Regions from separate parts of the Zea mays genome. Here all the other regions are linked to region 3. The links are chromatin contacts, called in public Hi-C maps. All regions are on one chromosome and are shown on one strand. The core of a region is the stretch at or near the end of the contact, and the rest is flanking DNA. Distances in the headings are between cores, read along the strand shown.

Region 1 (2,700 bases), core at 15-2,514, 830 kb before region 3:
TGAATGCTGCTGCTGTGCTGAGAGACGGACGGATGGATGGACGCACGCAGTAGACTGGTCGTACATTCTCCGTATGCACCTGCGGACTGCGGTACGTACTAGTCCTGCGTGTGCCAATGTGCCATCGCAAGTTGCAGATCACCACGCCGCGCGAGCACAGGCGCAGGACATGACAGGACCCTTGCTTTTGCTTTCCTGTGGGCTCTTAATTACTTGGGGGCACCGATCGGCGATCGATTGTACTCCTATACATGGTGCCATGCAGTGCCTTGCAATCATCGCGCTGCAGTAGCTCGTCTTGGTCCATGTGTAGGGCTGAAAAATTAGCTCGAGGCTCGCGAGCCGGCTCGAGCTCGGTGCGGCTCGGCTCGGAGCGGCTCGCGAGCCTCGAACGAGCCGAGCCGAGCCTTTTCTTCGAAATCGTTTTTTCAGCGAGCCGAACCGAGCCAGCTCGCGAGCCGGCTCGCGAGCCTTGCAAAAATGATCAATTTATGGAATAATAATGAATATTAGATAATTTTATGGATAATAGATCATTTTTTAGTCTTTGATAATGAATATATAATGTTAATTCACCAAATAATGCAACGATAAGTACCAGAATATGGCTCGCGAGCCGAGCCGAGCCAGCTCGCGAGCCGAGCCGAGCCAGCTCGCGAGCCAAGGTCGAGCCGAGCCGAGCCTCTTTCGCCAGCTCGTGAAATGGACGAGCCGAGCCGAGCTCGTTCAGTCACCAAGCCGAGCTCGATTCGGCTCGTTTCCAGCCCTATCCATGTGTGCTATTGGTTTCTTAAATATTTACGTGTCGGGAATCAGTTTGTTGATCATTTTAAAAAGATTATTATTTTTAGACACATAATTTCTTATATACCACATTTCACCTATTGTTTATTACAATCAAGATACTTCAACATTTATTAATAAATATTACATATATAGTGATCTCGTAAGTTTGTGACTCGACTAATAAAAAACCCTACGAACAACATTTTATTGAAAAATTAACTTTTTTTAATTTTTTTTGTTAAGTTATTGATGAACTGGATTTCTAGCTGTAGAAGATATAATACGTTTACTTATCAAAAATTATATATCACATAGAATACAATTCTATCATGGAGGGAAAACAAAGATAAACATACAATGTCAAATAAATGATGAAAACATGGTATATCAGAGTTAAAAGAGTTAAAAGCCGAGACATTACTCAATCTACGATGAAAAAAGAAATAAGAGGTGTATAGCCGCCAAGCACAGATGGGGACCACTTGTGTGTGCGCTTAGCAATTTGTGCCCTTTTTCTGACACCCTCACTTCTTATCCGGAAGCGGTGGATAGGGACACATGCGCCCGCCCGGGTCGCATCCCGACCCGCGCCACCGGTCCGACCAGACCGCCGACCGGCTCAGCCGGTTCACCACTTCTCACTTCACCTGCCTGCCGCTTCCTGCTTTCCCGTTCCTGAAAGAGAGAGAAGCATATCCTCACTCTAGTCTCTCTCGCCCCATCCCCTTCCCCGTCCCTCCTCCAGCTCCCTCTCCTCCGGCTGCTGCCCCTCCACCGTCCGCCCCTCCTCCCCGCTGCCGGCCACTTCCGGACTTCCCCGCCGCGTTACCTCCTCCTCCTGGCGCTTCCCGCTTGGCGGTTGCCTGGGATTTACCCCCGCTCTGTTCCCCTTTCGGGGAACGCCTTCAGAGGCAGGACGGGTACTTGGTCCGGGAGGCGCGGCGACGGCGACAGCGGCGAGTGATTTTCGGTCGCCAGAGGGAGAGTTTTTTTTAACGGGGTTTTGGTGGGAAGGAAGGAGGCGGCCGCGAGTAGGCGAGACGTTCATGGGTTAGATCTGGCGGTCCGGCGGCGCGGATCTGAGCGAGGTAGGCTGTCGCATTTTTTGCCCCCTCGGGCGTCTGTTTCCATTTCCTTGCAGTTGCCTGCAGTTGGCAGGAGCTGAAGGCTACCCAATCTCTCTCTGCAGGTTTCGGTGGAGAGATCGGGTGGTGGTCACTATCTTCGCCTCATTTCGAGTAGATGGAGCGTCTCATGGCCAAATCGGGCATGTATGGCGGATTCTGCTACTGTCTGAAGCAGCGTTGCCTGCAGATCTGAAAGTCACTTGGTCTCCTTGCCCAGTTGACCTTACTGAATGACATTGCTTTCCGCGGTTTGACTGTCATTACATCCTTTTCGGTGTCTGATCAAAAATTTTTAGCACGAGATGACGTGCTTCTAGTTGTTGTTGATATCTTGTCCTGAGTTGAGTAAACCTGAAGCTGGAAAGGAGCGGATCACATTCGTGCTCTTGCTCTTGTTGACTTCTAGGTCTATCTTAGATACCTAGAGGCTGGAAGGGGTCAGATCCAGTTCCTGTGGTCCTAGTAACAAGGTCCTCTTGGGGGAAGGCGCCATGACCTACTTCCCCGAGGAGGTGGTAGAGCACATCTTCAGCTTCTTGCCATCGCACAGCGACCGGAACACGGTCTCCCTTGTGTGCAAGGTGTGGTATGAGGTCGAGAGGCTGAGCCGACGAGCGGTGTTCGTAGGGAACTGCTACGCTGTGCGCCCTGAGCGTGTGGTGCTGCGGTTCCCCAATATAAAGGCCCTCACGGTGAAGGGGAAGCCTCACTTTGCAGACTTCAACCTTGTGCCGCCTGATTGGGGTGGCTACGCAGGGCCATGGATTGATGCAGCAGCAAGGAGCTG
Region 2 (2,700 bases), core at 11-2,510, 670 kb before region 3:
ACTCTAAAATATAGAAACAGGATGGTGTTTGGAGTCATGATAAAAATTCCATAGTTCCAACAGAGTTCACGATTAAAGCCTATTAGGGAGGAACTTAATAGCTTACTGCCCTAGACTATCAGCAGATCAGCTAAGTATCACATCAGAATCAAACATAAGAAGACATGTAATTTCCTGTAGCCAACAAAAGAACAGAGTGATAGGGGGAAATTCTTTTGGTTACCATGAAGCTTATTGTTTAAAACTAAAAGTTGATTAACAATGACACAGTTCCAGAGGCAGATGAAAGTGTAAACAGCTTCCAATTATGAATGGCAGGTTCATAATAGTAATAACTCAACAATTGATACCATGGGATGGTCATTAGTCCCAAGACATATAATGTCATTTCTGGTGCAACTGGTCCATAGAGTTAAGGGGGAATATGTACGCATAATTACAGCAGGTCGGCAGCTGATGGATAATGCCAAAAAAAATAGAGCAACTAAGCATAAGGGACCTGAGCGCCTGAACTGAGAATTATGCGCTGGGATGAATCTGAATGGCCAAAGGGCTCAACAGTGAGGTAAAGAAGTTAGAGAGGGTTCTTACATAATACTACTGAAGTTGGGTTTTTTTTTGGATTGAAATTCCATACCATACCTATAGGTCAATCTTGTCGATCAGTGTTCTCAATTACTAGCACCACCCAAGCACATTAACGACTTAACGAGTGAATAGCCCCAAGAAGGCAAGAACAGAAAGCTGACAAGGCTTGTAGACGCAGGTAATTTACCTCTGCTAGACCCTTGGGGCCGAATACCAACAAGGCGACTACTCCAATGACCAGTGCTTCGGGAGCTCCAACTCCAAACAGGGAAGCACATATAACGTTTCTGCGGCGTGTTCTGCTCCCTACAGCTAGACTCCAAAGAAAGACAAAATCAGCGTGCCAGCACGAGAGTGCGAAAAGATTTGGATTTGATTCCGCACATCAAAGAACCCCCAAGAACAGGACGCTCAGAGCAATCTATTCCACGGGTAGCAGGGTTCGCTCATACCAACGAAAGAAGAGACCATCCGGGTCTGTATGGAGCCCCACTCCACGCCCTTCCAGCAGGGACGAGGCTGGTGGCGGACGCGCGGGGGGAGCTGGAGGCGGCGCACATCAGAGATGGGGACGAATGGGGGAGCCGGGAGGAGGAGGTTCGCCGTCGGCGTCATTCGATCGGGGTTCACCGTTCACAGGTTGGAGATAGGGGATTTGCCTGTGGACCGCCTACTCAAAGATAGCTGCAGGATGCTTTTAGCACAGCTGATTGGTACAACCTGAGCCGTCTGATTCGGATCCGACCACGTAGATGGCGTACAGTACAGTACAACAGAGGTTGTTAAGGCCCTAGAGATGGCAATGACACCATGATCCGATACCCGATGAGTATTTACTCCATTAGGGTACGTATCTGGACTAAATATTATACTCATCAGTTTTTATTGGACAAAAACTTTTACATATGGATAAACGGGTACTAGAACATTCTACCCTCACCCATACCCGTTAACACATGGATATAAAATATCCGGTATAAACTTGGCCCAAAAGCATGAACTTGGGCTTCAATCATCCATTTTTTACTATTTAACAACCTTTTGAGTGATAGTGTCATAGAAGTCTTAACAACTATTTGATGACCATGTAATGTGTTATGTGGTACTACTTAGTGTTGTTACTTTATCCAATTATCTACGGTGTTGTTGAATGGATGATTGAATGATGCTAGAAATTTAATAGTGGTATTTAGATGAATATACTTAATGTTTGCATAATGTATTATTTTGATAGATGTTTAATCTTCGTGGGTACGAGTGACCCAATGGTGACCCATATCCATATAGGTATGGGTATGGGGGTAAATCTATATCCATCCTAGATAAAGGTAGACCTGACGAGATTATTTTTTTATCGTGGGTACGAGTATGGGTTAGTAATACCCGATGTATATTAGATCACCTTGAACATTTAGATCCTCTATTTGCAACTAATCCTCTGGCACTCAAACACTTCTTGAGTTGTGACACATGAATGCATTATGCACATCTACTAGCCTCTCAAATAACTCTAACTGGTATGCTACTTCGCCTTTTCATTCCAATATTTTGATCGGACTGGTGTACCTAGGCGATAATTCCCCTTTACTTTGAATCTATGTAGGCCTCGGATATGTGATACCTTGTGTTGGGGGCCTTCCTCTTATGAAGGTCCTCAAAAACACGACTAACCATTTGCTTTCAGCATATTATTGAATATTACAGGAGCTTCGTTGTAACACCCCTGATGTTTATATTCCGCTCGACAACGAGTATGGATTTAAGCACGTGATATTAGTAAATAAAATGAACACTAAGGTCTAATCATCTTCATCTATCGCGATTTTAATATCATATTTGTTTCTGTCTATTTAGACTCCTCCTAAAGTTTTCGCGAATTTTGGAACGTAATTGTTCTGAAAGTTTGCGAGTTATGCTCCTATTTAAAATTCATCGCTCGCGCAAATACGAATATGTAAGCTCGACCTACTCTTACGATTTTATCCCGGGCAAATTAATTTGAACTCGACGACTAAAATGTTCGGGACAAAATAATCCAAATCGCGCATCGTCCGAGAGAAATTGTGCGCGAGGTTATGATTCAATTTATTCTTCAGCACACTCTGTAAGATA
Region 3 (2,700 bases), core at 137-2,636:
TTTGCCTATTCACCCCTGTTGGGGACTTGTTCTCAAATGCTATGAATTAAGAATAAGGCAACATAAAATGTTAAATAATAATGTCCTTCGTCTGTTGAAGCATTATCTCCCCAAGGATTTAATGAACTTCGGACGAAGGCCACGGGTAGAATACTACGAACGTCACACCTTCGTGACCAGACATAAAACAATGCGAAACAAGATATAAAACATTAAACATTGGAGAAAGATCTATTAAAATAAATAACATTGTTCACATATTTTGTAATATGAACTTAAATATTAAAACATAATATTTAAGTACATTTCTACCTTTGCCTTGGCAAAAAGTAGTAACTCCAGCGTAATGCGTTAGCGATTACAAGATTGCGTGAACAGTATAGGGATACTGTTCACCTATTTATAGGCACGGGGCACAGCCTGTGTAAAATTACATTTGTGTCCTTTACAATCGACTGCAATAATGACACAAAGCATCATGAGTCTTTAGGTCATTTCATCTTTAAGTCGGTTCACCCCTTCGTCTCGAGATCTGCTATTGTGCCGAAGCTTCATAAGTGATGGCTTCGGCGCTGCTCCTGATAGGATCTGCCGAAGGTGTTCTCTTTCTTTAGGATCTTCGGCTACGAAGCATACCCCAACAACCCCCGTCTAGGCGACTTTCAAGAATGTCCTTTATGCGACGACAAAAAGGTTGCTTGTACATGTTGCACTTATATTATTTTTTGGATGTAAATGTAGTATTAACATGAGCTAATTTCACCTCCATTCATGAAATGATTTTATCTTGTTATGTTTGTGTTTTTTGTGCTTCACTCTCAGCTAAGTTACCTATTTATTTATGTGTAACAAACTCACGGTACAAGGGAATCAACATTGGGTTTTGGATACTTTATAGCAGCACTCTAAACTGTTTTTTGGATTCCAGTAGTTGCAACAATATCACATAACCAAGGTTTATCTAGAGAGGTAATTGTTTTTAGCCTTTGCTCGTACTCTATTTCTGTGCCATTGTGTCGTTTCATAGATAGTTCCATTTTATAGCATTTAATTCTACCACGCTTGATTCATGTCCTGCTTCTGCTATGTATTGTGCTCCTTGTGCATCAACAAATTAATTAATTTGGTTTGGTTTATAGTGTTTTCAGAACATCCGATTAGTCACGATTAATCGGTGATTAATCGACTGATCGTAACTCCAGAGCCGATCAAGGTCAAGAGCCGATCAAGGTCAAGGGTAACGCCGCGATCAGTGCGATCAGATATCTGCCGATTAGTCAGCCTGACTAACTGGATTGAAATTCCGGCCCAGTGGCCCACTTCACTTGCCCGGCGGCCCAGCCCAGCTTCCTTTTTCTTAATTCCCACCACGTGAGCCGAAGCTGCACAACACAACCAAGAGCCAACAGAGCAACGCCCAGGCACACACGACACGAACCAGGCAACCAGCTGCCGAGGGAGGAACCCTAGCGGAACACTGTGCAGGTGACGGCGGCGCGCTACCGGTGACGGGGGATACGGCGGCATCGTCCCCCTCGGCCCCTCCTCCATCCCCGGCGCGGCGGCGCCAGCAGCCGGCCTGCAGGTACGGTCTCCAGTCTCCAGAATCCAGATTTAGAGCTTGTCTCTGTTTTCTGGTGTGCTCTGTTGTACTGTAGTCTGTAGGTATGGGCGTATGGTTGTTGGCCTGTTGCTGTCCATGTCCATGTTTGTTGGTTTTCAGTTTTACTTAGATGCTGAAAGCCTGAAACCTTCCAGTGATTATTTGCTTCATATTGTAGTATGGCTGTTGGCCTGTTGCTGCCCATGTCCATGGGCGTATCACGTATGGCTGTTTGCCTTGTTGAAAGCCTGAATCTGAAGCCATGTCCATGGGCGTGTGTGTGTATATATATAGGATCAAGACTACCCAGCCAGGTTCTACAGACCCTCAAAACCTTAATCGTTAGATCATCGCCGTTCTCATGAAGGTACTACACATTCTACTCTCTTGCCCTCTTCATAATTTGTAATCAATATAATCTGCATATTCTTCTTCACTCACCTTCATAACCATACCACACAAACACAGCAGCTCAAAGACTCTTTAACTACTGATGCTCACCTTTTTTGTATTGGTACCTATGTTGCATACCTATGATGAGCATCGTCACTTTTGGAGCACGAATGTTTTTGTGTACAAGTAACCAAACTGCTGAAACCTTCGCAGTGCTGATCCCCAGCCGTTGAATCCTGCTAATGATGTAATATATAAATTCGTACGAACCTGTCGGTTGACTATGTAGCTAATGTAACCGCTACATTAATCACCTCTGAACAATGTCCAACTCTTTCAATCACTGAACCTTGGTTTGCTTTGTCTTTGCTCTTATGTCCTTATTTACTCTCTGTCAAGCATACATAAACGGTTTGCCACGCGCGCATAGGCGCACACTATACACTAGTTTACTTTCTTCTCTAGCCGCCGCCGCCGTCGCCGGCCGGAACCTGGCGCCGAGCGCCCTTCTCTTCCTATCCAGCCGCAGCTGCCAGGGCGTAGTACTCCTGGCCGACGTCTCCCTCCTATCTTCCTGCGCATTCTCCTCTCTGGAAAGGTGAGCTGGTCAACGCCACTGCGCAGTACGTGTGCGCCAGTGCCTGTCGGCGGCCAACAGTTGTTGCTTTGCCTCTGTTGCTCGCCTTCTTTACAAAACTGCATCT

The links. Hi-C and Micro-C count contacts between places; a contact is called where the count stands out from the background.
Region 1: a contact with region 3 is called in a Hi-C map of tassel, with 3 times the contacts expected there. The contact joins the promoter of LOC100278846 here to the promoter of LOC100283887 in region 3. A contact is called at or near these places in 2 of 25 Hi-C or Micro-C datasets (ear and tassel).
Region 2: a contact with region 3 is called in a Hi-C map of leaf, with 5 times the contacts expected there. The contact joins the promoter of LOC732790 here to the promoter of LOC100283887 in region 3. A contact is called at or near these places in 2 of 25 Hi-C or Micro-C datasets (ear and leaf).

Annotation. Positions count from the first base shown.
Region 1 is chr2:67,295,739-67,298,438 of Zm-B73-REFERENCE-NAM-5.0, forward strand. It overlaps LOC100278846 (Protein AUXIN SIGNALING F-BOX 3), which reads left to right and starts at 1,265. Exons shown (of 5, transcript XM_008671272.3): 1 at 1,265-1,874; 2 at 1,976-2,700. The coding sequence starts at 2,405.
Region 2 is chr2:67,449,805-67,452,504 of Zm-B73-REFERENCE-NAM-5.0, forward strand. It overlaps LOC732790 (high chlorophyll fluorescence106), which reads right to left and starts at 1,261. Exons shown (of 7, transcript NM_001112408.1): 1 at 1,205-1,261; 2 at 1,041-1,203; 3 at 776-900. The coding sequence starts at 1,203.
Region 3 is chr2:68,122,373-68,125,072 of Zm-B73-REFERENCE-NAM-5.0, forward strand. It overlaps LOC100283887, which reads left to right and starts at 1,387. Exons shown (of 11, transcript NM_001156785.1): 1 at 1,387-1,585.